4 separate regions of the Mus musculus genome follow, and all the other regions are linked to region 2. Evidence: chromatin contacts called from public HiCAR-type, HiChIP or PLAC-seq and promoter capture Hi-C data. All regions are on one chromosome and are shown on one strand. The core of a region is the stretch at or near the end of the contact, and the rest is flanking DNA. Distances in the headings are between cores, read along the strand shown. Region 1 holds the start of Slc4a11 (solute carrier family 4, sodium bicarbonate transporter-like, member 11). Region 2 holds the start of Snrpb (small nuclear ribonucleoprotein B). Region 3 overlaps Sirpa (signal-regulatory protein alpha). Region 4 overlaps Sirpa (signal-regulatory protein alpha).

Region 1 (3,194 bases), core at 613-3,112, 520 kb after region 2:
AGCATAGAGCCAAATGCAGAGAAGGAGCTAGCCAGTTGAAGCAGGGACAATTGCAGCCTCTCTCTCCAGGACCACATGAGGCCCAACAGGACAAGGCATAGTATAGCATGTGGCCTAAGCTGGCCAGATATGAAGGGCCCGGGAATACTGAGCCACAGGAGAAAACTGTAAGCGGCACTGGTAGCCTAATCTGCCCTCCCAAGACCTCCGCACCCCTGGTTGCTTGCCTTTGGCCAGTCTCATCAGCTGCCTACTCAGCAAGCCACACGGCCTTCGGACAGGTGGGAGCTAACCACCCCAGCAATGGGCTATGGACAAGTGGCTCTGCCTGGGGTTCATTGATGGGTACACAGGCTGAGTTCCCCAGATTTTCTAGATACACACCTGAGAAGTATTCACCGGAGTCCTGACAGTGTTCATTCTGTGACATGGCCCAAGGACAGTTTTCTACAAAAGAAGCCAAAGAATAGTCACCAATCCTGTGGACCAGCCCTGGACAGCCTTAGTTCACCCCATGCCTGATGATTCCTCATCCTTCCTAGGAACACATGCAAGCCCACTTGCATGAGAGAGGTGGGGGTCAAAGTACTATGTAGGGGAGCCTGCAGTGTCTGGGATGACCATCCTTACTGTAAGGTATTAAATCCCTTAGTCTGCCTAGTATGGACTTCCTATGCGTGCCAGGGAAGTGAAGAGTACTTCCTCAGGTCATGTCATCACTAAATTATCATCAGTACTCGGCTCATTAATCCAAGCGTCTCTGACTGAGCCCCATCCAGTTCTGGAGGAAGACAACTGGAAATCGCCTCCTCCCTGGATCCAGCCCAGCCTCGCCCAGCACTTTGAGGTGGGGGTGAGCCTCTCCTCAGATCTGCCCTGGTTGCCAAGGGCCACACATGCCCATCTCAGACGCAGTTCTTCCCATCTCTTCAATGGCCTAGGGGTCACCCAGGGGACCGACCCAGCAACTGCCTCTATCCCAGGGTTGTACCGTGTCCTGCGATGCCGGAAAGAAGGGGTAGAGTGGGTGTGCAGTACACAGAGATTGGAGGTACTATCCGAGATGTTTGTGCAAAGAAGGACGCACGGGAGGATGGGCCTGTACGAGAAAAAGATGTAGTCCATGTTTGCAGCCACTGAGAGTGAGTAGATGGGCAGGATTTGGAGGCACTTGGGGCGGTAGCTAAGGGGAACAGACCACACCCACGTGCAGGTGAGTGGCCGGATACACCCAGCTCTGATGAATCGTAACTCTAGGCGGCGGAACGCAATCCGGTGCTGAGGACACCAAAGCGCCACCCTGCCCATTTCGGAGCTCCCAACCCTCCCCTCCGCCGGCTACGTTACATCTTTCCTTCAGTTGCTGAGGGTGTGTGTGTCAAGACCGCGAACGCAGAACAAACACGGACAGGATGCCCACGGTGTCCCAGGCCGCCCCTTGCCCCGCGCGCGCGCACTGACATTCGGAACTCTTTTGGTCGAACCCCTCCGGAGGCGCAAAGCCGGCACAGCCTCTCGCCCACCCAGGCCTGAGAGGCCGGCGCTGGCATACACGCCTGGCGTGGCCATGGCCCGGGCTTCTCAATCAGGACTCCGTGGTTCTGGGCCGGCTCGCAGCTGGAGCCGGCGACACTCCTGCGAGCCGCGCCGCGCTCCTAACCGTGCGGCGTGAGGCTGCTTCCAGCCAAAGTCGCGCCCTCACCCGCGAGGTCTGTTCTGGATCCTCGGCGGCTCGCGTGCGCAGGCCTGAGAGTCGTGGGGTGCCGGCCTGGGAGGGACTACGAAGTTTCAGAGCAGTGCAGGGACACTCACTGGAGCCCGGAGGGAAGGGGCGCGCCTGTTTTAAAAGCTTGGAGGAACTCCGCCCCCACCTTAGCTGTACGCCACTGACTGCCACACCCTCGGGCTGCCGAATCGCCCCCAACCCTCCCTTGCCGCGCCCCTTTGCCCTCGCCACGCCCCCGACCGCCAGGGCGGTCCCCAACCCCCGCCTACGCCGCTTTCTGCACTTGCCCGTGGGCTAGCGCCCTAAGCCGCCCACGCTCCCGCGTGTTCACCCGCTGGCGCCCGCTCTCGGTTCCGCATCCCTCTCCCAGGTTAGGAAGTGGCCGGGTCTCTGGAGAGCGGCTTGCGGTGAGTTCTGATAAGTGCGTTGAGCACCTCTTTCCTTAACCCCAACCCAACCTTCGGTGGCTTCCCAGTGATTCTACAGACCTTGAGCTTCCTATTGTCCCTGGGGCACACACTTAAGTAAAGTACTATTCTCCAGCCACTCCTTCCCACTCCGTGATAGCTTCCACACAGTTCCTTTCACTGTTGCTCAAGCGTGTTAGGGGGTGGGTGAGTTGGAAAGGCATTTGGAGTGTTGCGGGAATTTGCATATAAATAGGCATGGTGAGCCAAGTTGGCATTCGGATTGAAGGTACGGAGGGTCCTGAAGTCTCCCCTACACACACACACACACACACACACACACACACACACACAGACGCGCGCGCTCGTTATTCCAGGATCCCTCCCATCTCTAAGAACCGTGATGACTCAGGGATAGCCGCACGCTGCCTTTGTTGGGGTAAGCAGGCCCTGGGAGGAGGCTACATGCCATGTTGTTCACTTAGCTCTTAGGAACTCCTCTCAGTATCTTCTCCTTAGAATCCTAGCCCTAAACCCGGCAGTTGTGGCGCACGCCTTTAATCCCAACACTTGGGAGGCAGAGGCAGATGGATTTTTTGAGTTTGAGGCCAGCCTGGTCTACAAAGTGAGTTCCAGGACAGCCAGGGCTACACAGAGAAACCCTGTCTCGAACACTCCCCTTCCCCCCAAAAAAAAGACTCCTAGCTCTATCCAGGCTGGTGGTGTTGCAGGGTGGGGGTTCAGGAAAGCTGAAGAGCCTGGCAGAATGGCTGACTCAGGGTCGGGATCCCTCTTCCACCCCAGTCTCTCATGTTATGTCTTTTGCATAGCTTCCTAGCAGCACCCCAATACTTGGTTGGTCCAAACCCTTCCAGTTCCAGAAAATCTCTGGAGACTTAAGGAACAATTTCCCCAACCTCTCCTTATTAGGAGGAGAAAGGAGCCAGGAGTACCCACTCCCACCCCCACCCCAGTCTGTAGACTCCTGCACCACTGTCTCAGAGGACCGAAGTGTGACCTTTCCCCCTTCAGCCCTTTTGGCAGTGTTTAAGGAATGGTTT
Region 2 (3,501 bases), core at 814-3,313:
TTCCTATCGCCCAGCTTCAGCCTAGACTTCTGCCAGGTAACCTGCTAGTCTCCCTTCCCTTAAAAAAGTCATCTTCCTCAGACTATAGTGGCTTTGCTTATGTTGTGTCTGTCTCGGGGGACTGTAAGTGTCCACAAATTAACCAAATCCACCCATACTAAATGGCAGACTCAGAGCTATGAACATATAAATCCATCAAAACAACTAAGAACTGGAATTTGACTGGCACCAAAAACCCACTTAAGGAAAAGTGTATTACCAGAAAGTGAATCAAGTCTGAAGCAAGAATGGAGTCCTCAAACCAAGCACTGGTTAGCATGCCTCCAGGGCTTGGTGTAATAGGGTTAACTTTACTGGGCTAGTGTTAATTAGTTTGGATACTTAATACTGATATATAACTTGTTATCCTTAATTTTTAATTAAGGCAACAACAGTTTCTATCCTGGCTTCCAATATAGCTTTGCAAAAATAAAGGGGGAGCCTCTACACATCCCAAGGTAAACAGAAGTACCTGTCTCTCTCAGAAACATGCCCCCCCACCCGCATCTAACTGGCGTTATGCCACCCCCAACCACCCAAGTATCATCTCTGCCAGGAACTGCAAGTGCTGTTCACTCCCGTAAGCATTACCCCATCCTAACCTAAAGATCCAGATTGTGTTTTCTGCTTAATCCCCTTACATAACTGTTCACGGGGATCAGCATACATCGGTCCCTTTGCCTAGTAACAGCTAATATACCTTATTGGATACTCCCTGTATATCCAGGCCCTTGAAAGGGATTGTGTATTTCATTTGATCCTCAAAATTGGACCCAGTGTCATTCATTTTTACTGGTAAAATAGGCTACTCCGGCTGAAGATTATGTAAGGACTTGCCTCAGTCAACTCTTGGAAAAAAAGAAAAAAGAAAAGCAATATCCTGTTTGAGCACCTCGGGTTTCTTCAGCCACGCAACTAGAGTAATCTTTTGGAGAGATTCGAGGTATTTATTACATGTGGTCTGTAGCCAAAACTAAATAAAATTAGGATTTTGAGTACAGAAATTATAACAAACTGAGATTTCAAGCAAAGACCACTTTCCCTGGCTGACCTTTAAGAACTTAAGTTCATTAAGCCTGGGAAAAATCTTGCAGCGATCGTTCACTACCAACAGGATAAAGCAAGACTGGGCCTTCAGCAACCAGACTCCTGGAAAGTTCGTGCCATCGACTGCTTTGCTCTCTCAGTTTTCCAGATTGCTAACCCTCCCTCCCATGGGGGAGCCGGGTGCCCCGAAACAATCATTTGGGAGTCACCTCCTGGAGAAAACGTTCTCGTTCCTCCCACTGCCGTTACTTTTGCCTAACGCTGAGCTACCACTGCGATATTAGTTATATTGTAGCTATATTAGGACTGCCTGGCCAGAAACTGGCCCAAGTGAAGACAGAACTTACTTTAGGGTGCAGCCCCGGCGCCCGACACAGCCCAACATCAAAATACGAGAAGCAAGGTCGCGCGCGCTCTGCTGGCAAACCCTCTCCTCCAGCCTCCCGCTCCCTCCGCTGCTCGACTCCGGTTTCGGGCCGTGACCTCCGCTACTCCTCCGCCTCGCCCGGCGCTGCCCGGTCGGCCCGAGGCCTGCGCCAGCTCCAAAAGCCCGGGCACACACTGACGCCCAAGTTTAAAGCTACGGAGGCCGCGGGGCCGAAACCGCCGTGGCTCCGGGACACGACGTTTGACGGCCGCGCATCGGCCTCTGTACCCCGGTCGGCCTTCCCCTCTACCCGGTCGCAGCCTCACGGCAAGTCCAGGCCTTTGGCGCTGGGATGAAGCGGCTTCCACCCCGACCTCCTCCGCCACGGGCGGCTCGGCTCGGCTCCAGCCCACGGACGCCGCCAGCTACCGCCCCGTTCCGCACCCCCGAGCGCCCTACAGCCAGCCCGCGCCTTCTCACCATGGTGGCGGCTCGGATGGCTCAGATTCCCGCCGGATTCTCTGCCACAGAGGCCTAGTCGCCAGCCAGCCAGCCGCTGGATTCCCGCCGCCGCCGCTAACGGAAATGCTGCCTGCAAAATGCCGCCGCTAGTGAAGCTACTTCCGGTCCGGCCTCGGACCTGGAGTTCCGGTCTCTGGAACGCAATTAGGGGGCGGAGCATTAGCATCAGCTGACGGATTGTGTGGTGGTTTTGTTTTGTTTTGTTTTGTTTTGGGTGGATTTTTCCCCCCCTTTGTTGATTTTATTGGAGTTTTCCTCCTCGTTTTGTTTTGCTTTAGACCGGGTCTCACTGGGTCTTGAGCTTCGGATCCTCCTACCCACCGCGTTCTTAGTACCAGATGCTGGCGTACACCATACTTGGGCGGCAAACATCCTTGGAGGACAGACACCTCCCCAGCTAAAGTCTCCGCTGGAGTGCTTGGTTTACACGCCGATGTCCCAGACCCCACTCCCATCCAGTTCTCACCCAGCGCTCTTGTGAACTCACTCTAGGAAGCCACTTCTCTAGCTTCTCTCTATGTTCTTCCCTCTTTGCATTTGCTTTTGTCTCACCAGGAGCGCTAGACTCGCAGGTATATGCACACCCTCATGCCCTTACCTCCAGGATTTAAACAGAAATGACAGTCCTGGTGAGGACTTTCCTGACCATTCTTTCTAGGAAAAAAAAAAAAAAATGCAACTTTCTCAGGCTCTTCGCGCTTCCTTTTTGCTTGTTTTCAAATATTGATTGCTATCTGACATACTAAACCGTAGTCCCCTTATTATTGGAAGGGCATGCCTTCCCAGACTCGGAGTAACTCCCCAAGTCACAATATGCTAATTTTTTTTCTACATAAGCACGCTTACGATATGCATATCCTTTTCACTTAACGCAAGTGTATTTTGGCACCCTTGAATTGACTTTAAAAACCGGGATTTAAGCAAGACAAATTTTGGGTCGAAGTTTGGATTGATGTCCCCTTCCCGCCTCTCGGAGTCCGGCCTGGCTACAGGAGGTGGCTACTTCAGTCTCTATATCCCCCTCTGGTAGGAATCTCAGCTAGAGTCACCTCCATAGGTATCCTCCCCAGCCCCAGGCTCCAGCTAGCCACCAGAGAAAAACCCCAACTCCTCCCCACCACATCACACCCCCACCCCCACCCATTCCCTTCCTCACCCCTTCCTCCCCTACCCAGTTCCCTCTGTCCATCCACCTCCAATGACTATTTAGTTTCCCATCTGAATGAGATTGGAATCCCCCTTGGGACCAACAGTGGTATGGGATGGAGGCAATGGTGGGGGCGGGGGGGGGGATTTGTAAGGGCGGGATTTGGGAATAGAAGAGGGAGCAAGGGCTATGATCCAGATATAAAGTGAATAAAAGAAAATTATTGAAAAAACAAAACAACAAAAACAAAAACGGGATTTAGTCAGGCAGTGGTGGCCTTTAACACCAGCACTCAGGAGGCAGAGACAGGCTGATCACTGTGAGTTCGAGGCCAGCCTGCTCTACAGAGCTAGTTCCAGGACAGCCAGAGCTACACAGA
Region 3 (3,397 bases), core at 11-2,510, 560 kb before region 2:
TTTTATAAGTATCGCCTTCTCCATGTGTAGAAGCTGGGCAACAGATGAGGTGGAGCCAGAAGGGCCAGTGAGGGATGACTGGACTGCTCTAAGCAGATGGTGAAGGCTTGAGCCAAGGGGAATGTGAGCTAAGAAGTGGTCAGACTCTAGCTATACTTTAAAGATGACTTGCTGATGAACTGGTTGTAGTGTCAAGGACAACTCATGTTTGGGGACAGGGAGGAGTCTGTGTCCTGGTTGGAGGACCATCAGTAGTAGAAACTGTGGTTGCACATAGCAGGAGTATCTCACCTACCTTCAGGGGCTCTGGGAAGCTTCACCTGCCCATGTCTGCCCAACAAGAGAGTGCACAATCCCCTTGGGATGAACCTGGCTCCTGTTTTGGTCTCCCTGGCAGCCTCCTGAACGACCCTGTCCAACCTCACAGCCTCCACCCCTGAACACGCACATCACTGTACTGTCCCCGGCTCTTGCCCCCGCCCCACCCCGCTCCCACTCCCCCAGGAATCCTGTTCTCTCACCCTCACTCTGCTTGCTACATTCCTTCACCTGGCCCAGTCTTTTCTAGGAGCAAAACTTGTCTCTCTCATCTGCTCAGAGACCTTCTGTTGCTTTCTGTGGGCCTTCAAGGTCAAGTCCAAAGGCCTTGGGCCTATCCCCTGTGAACACACTGTTAGTTCTGGCCAGCCCCGAGACCTCAAACAGGCCTTTCCTCCATCCTGCCACATATGGGCTCCAGCTTTCCTCCTAGCCCACTCACATTGCCTCTTCCACACACGTGCCATCCCAGGGTTGTATAGGCTCTGGGGACACAGTGGGTTCTGCAAACGACTCCTCTGGAGTTGGCATCTTTCTTTCACCTAATCTTCCTCAGGGATGCCAGTACTCTCAGGCCTCCCGTGAGCCTCTGATGCTCTGTCCGGACATCCTGGTATGCCTGAAGCAGCTCTGGGCCTGTCTGTGTTTTCTCAACCACATCTCTTGAGCACAGGGACTGTGTCCCTCCTGCTCACAGCCAGCAGCTAGTGCTTTGAGTGGCATCCCTGGGATGGGGTAAATTTTCTATAAAGGCGAATGAAAGAATGACTGAGTGGTTACATCCCTCAGCTCTGCAGCGCCTGCGAGCTCTGAGTCCCTGGAACTCCTTCCCTGTGGGAGGGGTCGCTGTCTGGTTTTTCTGTTGTTCTCACTTGCCTTACTTTGTTAGATAGTCAGTTCTGGCAGACAGTGACACCATGAGATGACAGCAGCAGTCACAGCTTCTGTTTAGTGAGCACTTACTGTGTCCCACGCCCATCTGCCCCTTTACTCATGTCATCCCACTGGTGAGCGTGAGTTTCTCTTGCTATCCTACCATCTTCATATCCTGGAAGGACAAGGGCTTCCCAGACTTGTGAGTAGCTGAAGCCTCGGGGCTGTTCACACACAAACCCAACCTGAGCCTGCGATCCAGACTCCATGGCATCCTTTGGGAGCCCCTGCCCCAGGAGATTATCACAGCTCCCCTTCCTGTGGTCGGGGCAGCCAGGATCTGAGGTATCAGTATGGTGCTAAGATGGCCCAGGTCTGTGCAGGATTTCTGGTACCGACACCGGCATTTCTCCATTGATGCTCCGCTGCCTCCCGCCACCTGGTCCTTCCTCCAGAGAAGCAGGACATTTTCTGCCCTTTCATATCATTCCAGTGTTAGTCTACCCAGGGAGCTAAATCACTAGCTTCTTTCATGTCTCTAGACCAAAGTGATGGTGGGGAGCAAGCTTTAATGGTGGTTTCCTGGGCAGCGGTGGCTCTAGCCCAGCATGAGATCAAATACTTTCTGAAAGACATTGGTGCTGGTGTAGGACACGGGCCTAGCACCTCAGAGAGGGTGATGGGGATCCTGTGCCTTTGAACTCAAAGGACCCTGCAGGCTGCTGGCTGGCCATGGGCCCAGCCTTCTGACAGAACAGTTATCCCCGCCCACACGAGAGCGTTGTCTGCTCTTTTATTGGGCACTGGGGTTCATGTGGACGGCTATTGTTTAACTGTGACAAGTTCACTGCATTTATTCTCAGAATACCAGGACTACCCCAGCTGTTTATTTGTTTTGGATTGAGCTCAGCTCGGAGCCAGACTTGAGTGGCACTAGGGAAACCCAGTGAGAAAACACTCAACCATTCATTCGTCAAGTATTTACGGAGGGAGTTGTAAGCCATAGGCTAGCCCAGGACAAGGTGCTAGGGTTTTGTTGTCCCTTGGGAGGCAGCTTGCCATGCAAGCTAGAAGCTTAATAATCGATGTGGAGCAAGAGCTAGGAAAAAAGACAAAATGACCAGAGCCCAGGGGCGATTAGGGAGTGCTCCCTACGCAGGCAGCAGTGGATGAGAGCTTCCGTGTGGGGTTACTGGGCAGAGTACACTAGACAAGGAATAGCTAATGCCAAGGGCTTGAGGGAGGAGCATTGGTAAGGCTGCATTCGCTGGAGCACAGGGAAGAAAGCCTAGAGGGGGCAGGGAAGGGCTGTGCAGAACCTCACCAGACAGGATGTGGAAGTGTGGAAGTGGACTGCACTGTATACGGTGAGGTTTCTGTACAGAGCAATAACTGCTTCTGCTGGTGCCTCTCCTCCTCCCCCTTTTCTTTTTCTTCTCTTCCTCCTTCTCCTGTTGTTTTGTTTTGAAGTGGGAGTCTCAAAGCCCAGGCAGGCCTTAAACTTGAAACCCTGAGTCAGCCTCCTGAGTATTGGGATTATGGGGATGAGCCAACACCCCTGGTTTTCACTTATCCATTATAAATGTAAGAAATGGAGGCAGAGAAACCAAGACCTTTCACAGCCTGAGGACCTGGGACCAGCACGATAAGATAACCAAATAGCAGAGTCTGATGTAGCTTTTGGAGATGGCCGGTTAGCCTTGTGGTGCTTGTATAAGGAAGAGAAGAATCCAGGATGTATCCCACGCTCGTCTGGATCCCTCGTGAGTAATGGTGGTGCCAATTTTAAAGCAGAACAGACAAATGCTTACGGTGTGGAATACTGCTCTGAAAGACAGGAATGACCTCCTGAGAACAGAGTTTGGGAGTTCTGTGAAGGTTCAGATAAGGCTGTTTAAAATAGGGTTTCAGCCGAGCACCGTGGTATATGCTTTTAATCCCAGCACTTGGGAGGCAGAGGCGAGTGGATCTCTGTGAGTTCAAGGCCAACCCAGGCTACAAAGTGAGACCCTGTCTCCAAAGAAAAGTGTTAAAATAGGACTTCAAAGATCTGAAGGGAGAGTTCTCTGTGCAGAGGCCTTGGGGCTGTTTGACAGGCGCTAGCTTCAAGGTTGGGTGCCTGTGCCTATGTGCTAAGGCATTGTGGCAAGGAGGAACAGAAAGCAGAGAGGAAGATATGCAAGAAGATGTGAGGTTGCCATAGAGA
Region 4 (3,177 bases), core at 435-2,934, 580 kb before region 2:
ACAGGCCCTGCCAGTAGAGGAAGCTTTGTAAGCGGGAATAGATGAATCACTGGGAGGAAAACCACTGATCAGCCACAGACAGCTGCCAGAGCCCTAAGCTCCCAACTTTGGAGTCCACACAACTGTATGCTGGGGCAACCCCCTCTAGAATCCAACACCAACGACCTCCTGTCCCTGAGGGCCACAGAGCACAAATACTCTCAGATGATTAGTACCTCCTGCCCAGGGCAGACACTTAGGCTGAGCACTGTGCAGATGTTACCCACTGGGAGTTGCTATTGCTCACGACAGAACCCCTCCTGTTTCCCTCCCCCATTCCCCTCTGTGAAGAATCTCATTTCACAGCTTCATCCGAGCTAGGCATGATCCCAACTTGCTACACTGGTAAACATGAGTACATGGGTACATAGTATGTTCATAAACAGCGACCCCTAGGTGCCTCCCTGCACATGTGCAGTACACACACACACACACCCCTACCTGCGCACATGCCCATCTGCACACACACATGCACATGCGCACACAGCCTGTGCACACACGATACACATAGGCTTTTTGTAGACGCCCTCCCACTGTTCACACTTTCACCCTCAGACATCCCTCCGCAGACTACCCACAGTTCAGACAATCTCTTCCTGTGGTTCACATCACCATGTTTTGTTTGCTCTCTACCTGTTCCCATTTGAACACACTGTGGTGTCCACTAATATGTCTCTACACACATACATCAAATTTTACACATGGCAGCCTGCTGCGTTCCTACCCAGAACCCTATGTACACACCCAGTATATGAGTGGATGTTTGTGCTCTGCACACTTACGTATGTATACGTGTATCTGCCCTCAATGTATATATGTACTCTTCTATGTATACTTATCATGCTTGCTGTGATATGATGTGAAATCTTGTTTCTCTGTGTGTGTGTGTGTTGCGTGTGCACACACATGTGTGGTGCTAAGCACTAATTTGGGGCCGTAAGCATGCTGTGAAGCGCTCTAGCACACCCCCAACCCTTCGTATGCCATTGCTGGCACCAGGGGCTTTTCTACCCTGCTACCAAGTCGCAGCAGAAGGTATGGGCAATAGTATTAGTGAAAAATATGTTGATTAAGTTTGCATTGTAGAATATCTGAGAGCAACATAGAAGGAGGAAAAATTGTTTCAGCTAGTGGTGTCAGAGACTGGGTCCATGGTCACTCGGCCCCGTGCACTTGGGCAGAGCACCATGGCAGTGGGTATGTATGACCAAGGAAGTGCCGTTGATAGACGGAAAACAAAGGAACGCTGCTCTTGACTGGTTCTGTCCACCACCCCTTTTCCTTTAGAGTTCCTAGCCCGGAGGGTAGTGCTACCCGCATCCATGGGCTTGCTCCTTGGTGATTCATGTCTGGAAATGTCCTCATACGCACACCTGAAGGTCTGTCTCCCAGCTCTTCCAGTTGGTTCTAAATCTAGTCAAGTTGACAGTGACAGTGAACTGCTGCAAAGTGCTAGAGGGCAGGCGAGGAAGCACAGGTGACATAGTGACCCAATGGAGGGGTGGCCTGCTGCTGTGGTAGGGGTTAGGAAGGGGGTAGCCTAGTGCTGTGGTAGTGGCTAGGGAGGGGGTGGCCTGCTGCTGCTGCTGTGGTGGTGGCTAGGGAGGGGTGGCCTGATGCTGTGGTGGTGGCTAGGGAGGGGGTAGCCTGATGCTGTGGTGGTGGCTAGGGAGGGGTGGCCTGCTGCTGTGCTGAGGGTGAGGGTTATTGGGGTTCTTGGGATGAGGAGCTCTGACTGTTGCTATGGTTTCTTCCAGGGATGAGGCTTTGGGAGATCTCACATCCTGGGTCACTAGGCCCCGCCTTCCTCCTCAGCTTCATTTCTGAATTGAGTTGGTTTTCTCATTAGAAAGAGCACAGTCTCTTTTTCTTTCCCTTCTTATAAGATTGTTTTCTTTTTTCTTCATCTTCAAGGCCTCATCCGAATATTGCTGTTTTAAAAAATGAAATATGTTTTCTAAGCAGGTCTCAGCCCACCTTACTGTATAGGTTGGTAGCATTTAGCACACTGGTTAAGCCTTTGACACTTTGGCCAGTAGAAGAAAATAAAAGATTCCAGTTGACAGGTCAGGGGTCACTGGAAGTGGGTGGGGCAGAACTTGTAATCAGAGTAGCCAGCTAGAGAGCTGTTTTATCCTTCGTTCCTGCTGAATGCCGTCACGTGACTCCTTCACAGTCTGACTTCATAACTAGTGTGCCAGAGACACAGCCACGTAGCCCTCGGTCCATGGGGATCCCATGATTCATCACTGCCTTCCACAGCAACAAACACATAGGGTAGTTACCCCTCCCTAGAAACACACTCATGTTCTCCTCATTTGCATCTTTCCCTAAAGCATCACACGTTAGTTACAAAAAGAAAGGCTACTGTGTTCAACGTAGTACTTACTAGAAAGTGATAAGCGAGTGGCTTTCCAGCTCACCCAGCCTCACTCTGGCTGCACTTGGAGCCCTGGCTCACAGAGATGCCGATCTTACCAATCCAGGCAGGTTCCTCTAGACATGCAACTGGGTCCACCAGCGGATGTGTGTTGAGCATCTGCTCTGTCAGAAGTGAAGTTATCAGGAGCTCTAGTCACAGTGATAATGAGCCGAACCGTCTAGGAGAAGTTCATTCAAAAAGTAGACATGTATGGAACATGCATGTTACGTGTATAGTTTTCTTTAAACAGAAGGAGATACTGTGTGTATTCTTTTGGACTTGTGGCACCAGAACTTGGTCTCACATCTGCTGGGCAGTACTCTTTCAGAGTTAGGCCCTCCCACATCACCCAACCTAGAAAACCTGAAATTTATCCAAGGTAGAAATTAAAAAAGAAAAGGCAGCTTTACCAGTTGTTAGATCCGTAGTCTAAGACAGTGGTACACTTAACAGTTACCCTTCACAGAGCCACAGTCACACAGAAAATACTGGCTTCTTAGACTCTCATTTCACACAGGAGCAACAAATAGGCAGTACAAACCGGAAGGGAACCCCACAGAAATCATCACTCACAAGGAACCTTAAGTTTTTAATAACCTACTCCCCTTGAACCTCAAGGTTCGAGATCCAACCAAGTGTCACTTGTTATCCCTGATGGGCAGCATAGTTCTGTTGTGATTCTGCAGTCTTTCAGGACTGTGCTTTTAGCTCTCAGA

The links. Promoter capture Hi-C pulls out the DNA fragments that hold promoters and counts their contacts. HiCAR-type assays count read pairs that join an accessible place to other places. HiChIP or PLAC-seq counts read pairs in DNA pulled down with a chosen protein or histone mark.
Region 1: an H3K4me3 HiChIP or PLAC-seq map of embryonic stem cells shows a contact between it and region 2, with 6 times the contacts expected there. The contact joins the promoter of Slc4a11 here to the promoter of Snrpb in region 2.
Region 3: a contact with region 2 is called in a promoter capture Hi-C map of hippocampal neurons, with 4 times the contacts expected there. The contact joins the enhancer-like site here to the promoter of Snrpb in region 2. A contact is called at or near these places in 6 of 39 promoter capture datasets (the 3T3-L1 cell line, the HPC-7 cell line, embryonic stem cells and 3 more), 6 of 115 datasets of contacts at active chromatin or transcription factors (acute myeloid leukemia, astrocytes, embryonic forebrain and 3 more) and 1 of 9 other capture datasets (embryonic stem cells).
Region 4: a HiCAR-type map of astrocytes shows a contact between it and region 2, with 2.2 times the contacts expected there. The contact joins the enhancer-like site here to the promoter of Snrpb in region 2. A contact is called at or near these places in 4 of 39 promoter capture datasets (the 3T3-L1 cell line, embryonic stem cells, hippocampal neurons and 1 more), 2 of 484 Hi-C or Micro-C datasets (hematopoietic stem and progenitor cells and uterus) and 9 of 115 datasets of contacts at active chromatin or transcription factors (astrocytes, bone marrow-derived dendritic cells, embryonic forebrain and 5 more).

Annotation. Positions count from the first base shown.
Region 1 is chr2:130,695,657-130,698,850 of GRCm38.p6, forward strand. Slc4a11 (solute carrier family 4, sodium bicarbonate transporter-like, member 11) reads right to left here and starts at 1,863. Exons shown (of 21, transcript NM_001081162.1): 1 at 1,703-1,863; 2 at 992-1,099; 3 at 385-447. The coding sequence starts at 430.
Region 2 is chr2:130,177,301-130,180,801 of GRCm38.p6, forward strand. It overlaps Snrpb (small nuclear ribonucleoprotein B), which reads right to left and starts at 2,064. Exons shown (of 7, transcript NM_009225.2): 1 at 1,934-2,064. The coding sequence starts at 1,936.
Region 3 is chr2:129,622,726-129,626,122 of GRCm38.p6, forward strand. All of the region lies in intron 7 of Sirpa (signal-regulatory protein alpha), which reads left to right. Among named protein-coding and RNA genes, the nearest start is that of Sirpa, 32 kb to the left of the region's middle. Within about 2 kb of position 1,261, at least 31 of the 459 cell types and tissues checked have an H3K27ac peak or open chromatin away from gene starts, as enhancers often do. A contact at or near this core is called in hippocampal neurons, where this site is marked.
Region 4 is chr2:129,602,022-129,605,198 of GRCm38.p6, forward strand. The region is part of intron 2 of Sirpa (signal-regulatory protein alpha); the gene reads left to right. Among named protein-coding and RNA genes, the nearest start is that of Sirpa, 11 kb to the left of the region's middle. Within about 2 kb of position 1,685, at least 100 of the 459 cell types and tissues checked have an H3K27ac peak or open chromatin away from gene starts, as enhancers often do. A contact at or near this core is called in astrocytes, where this site is marked.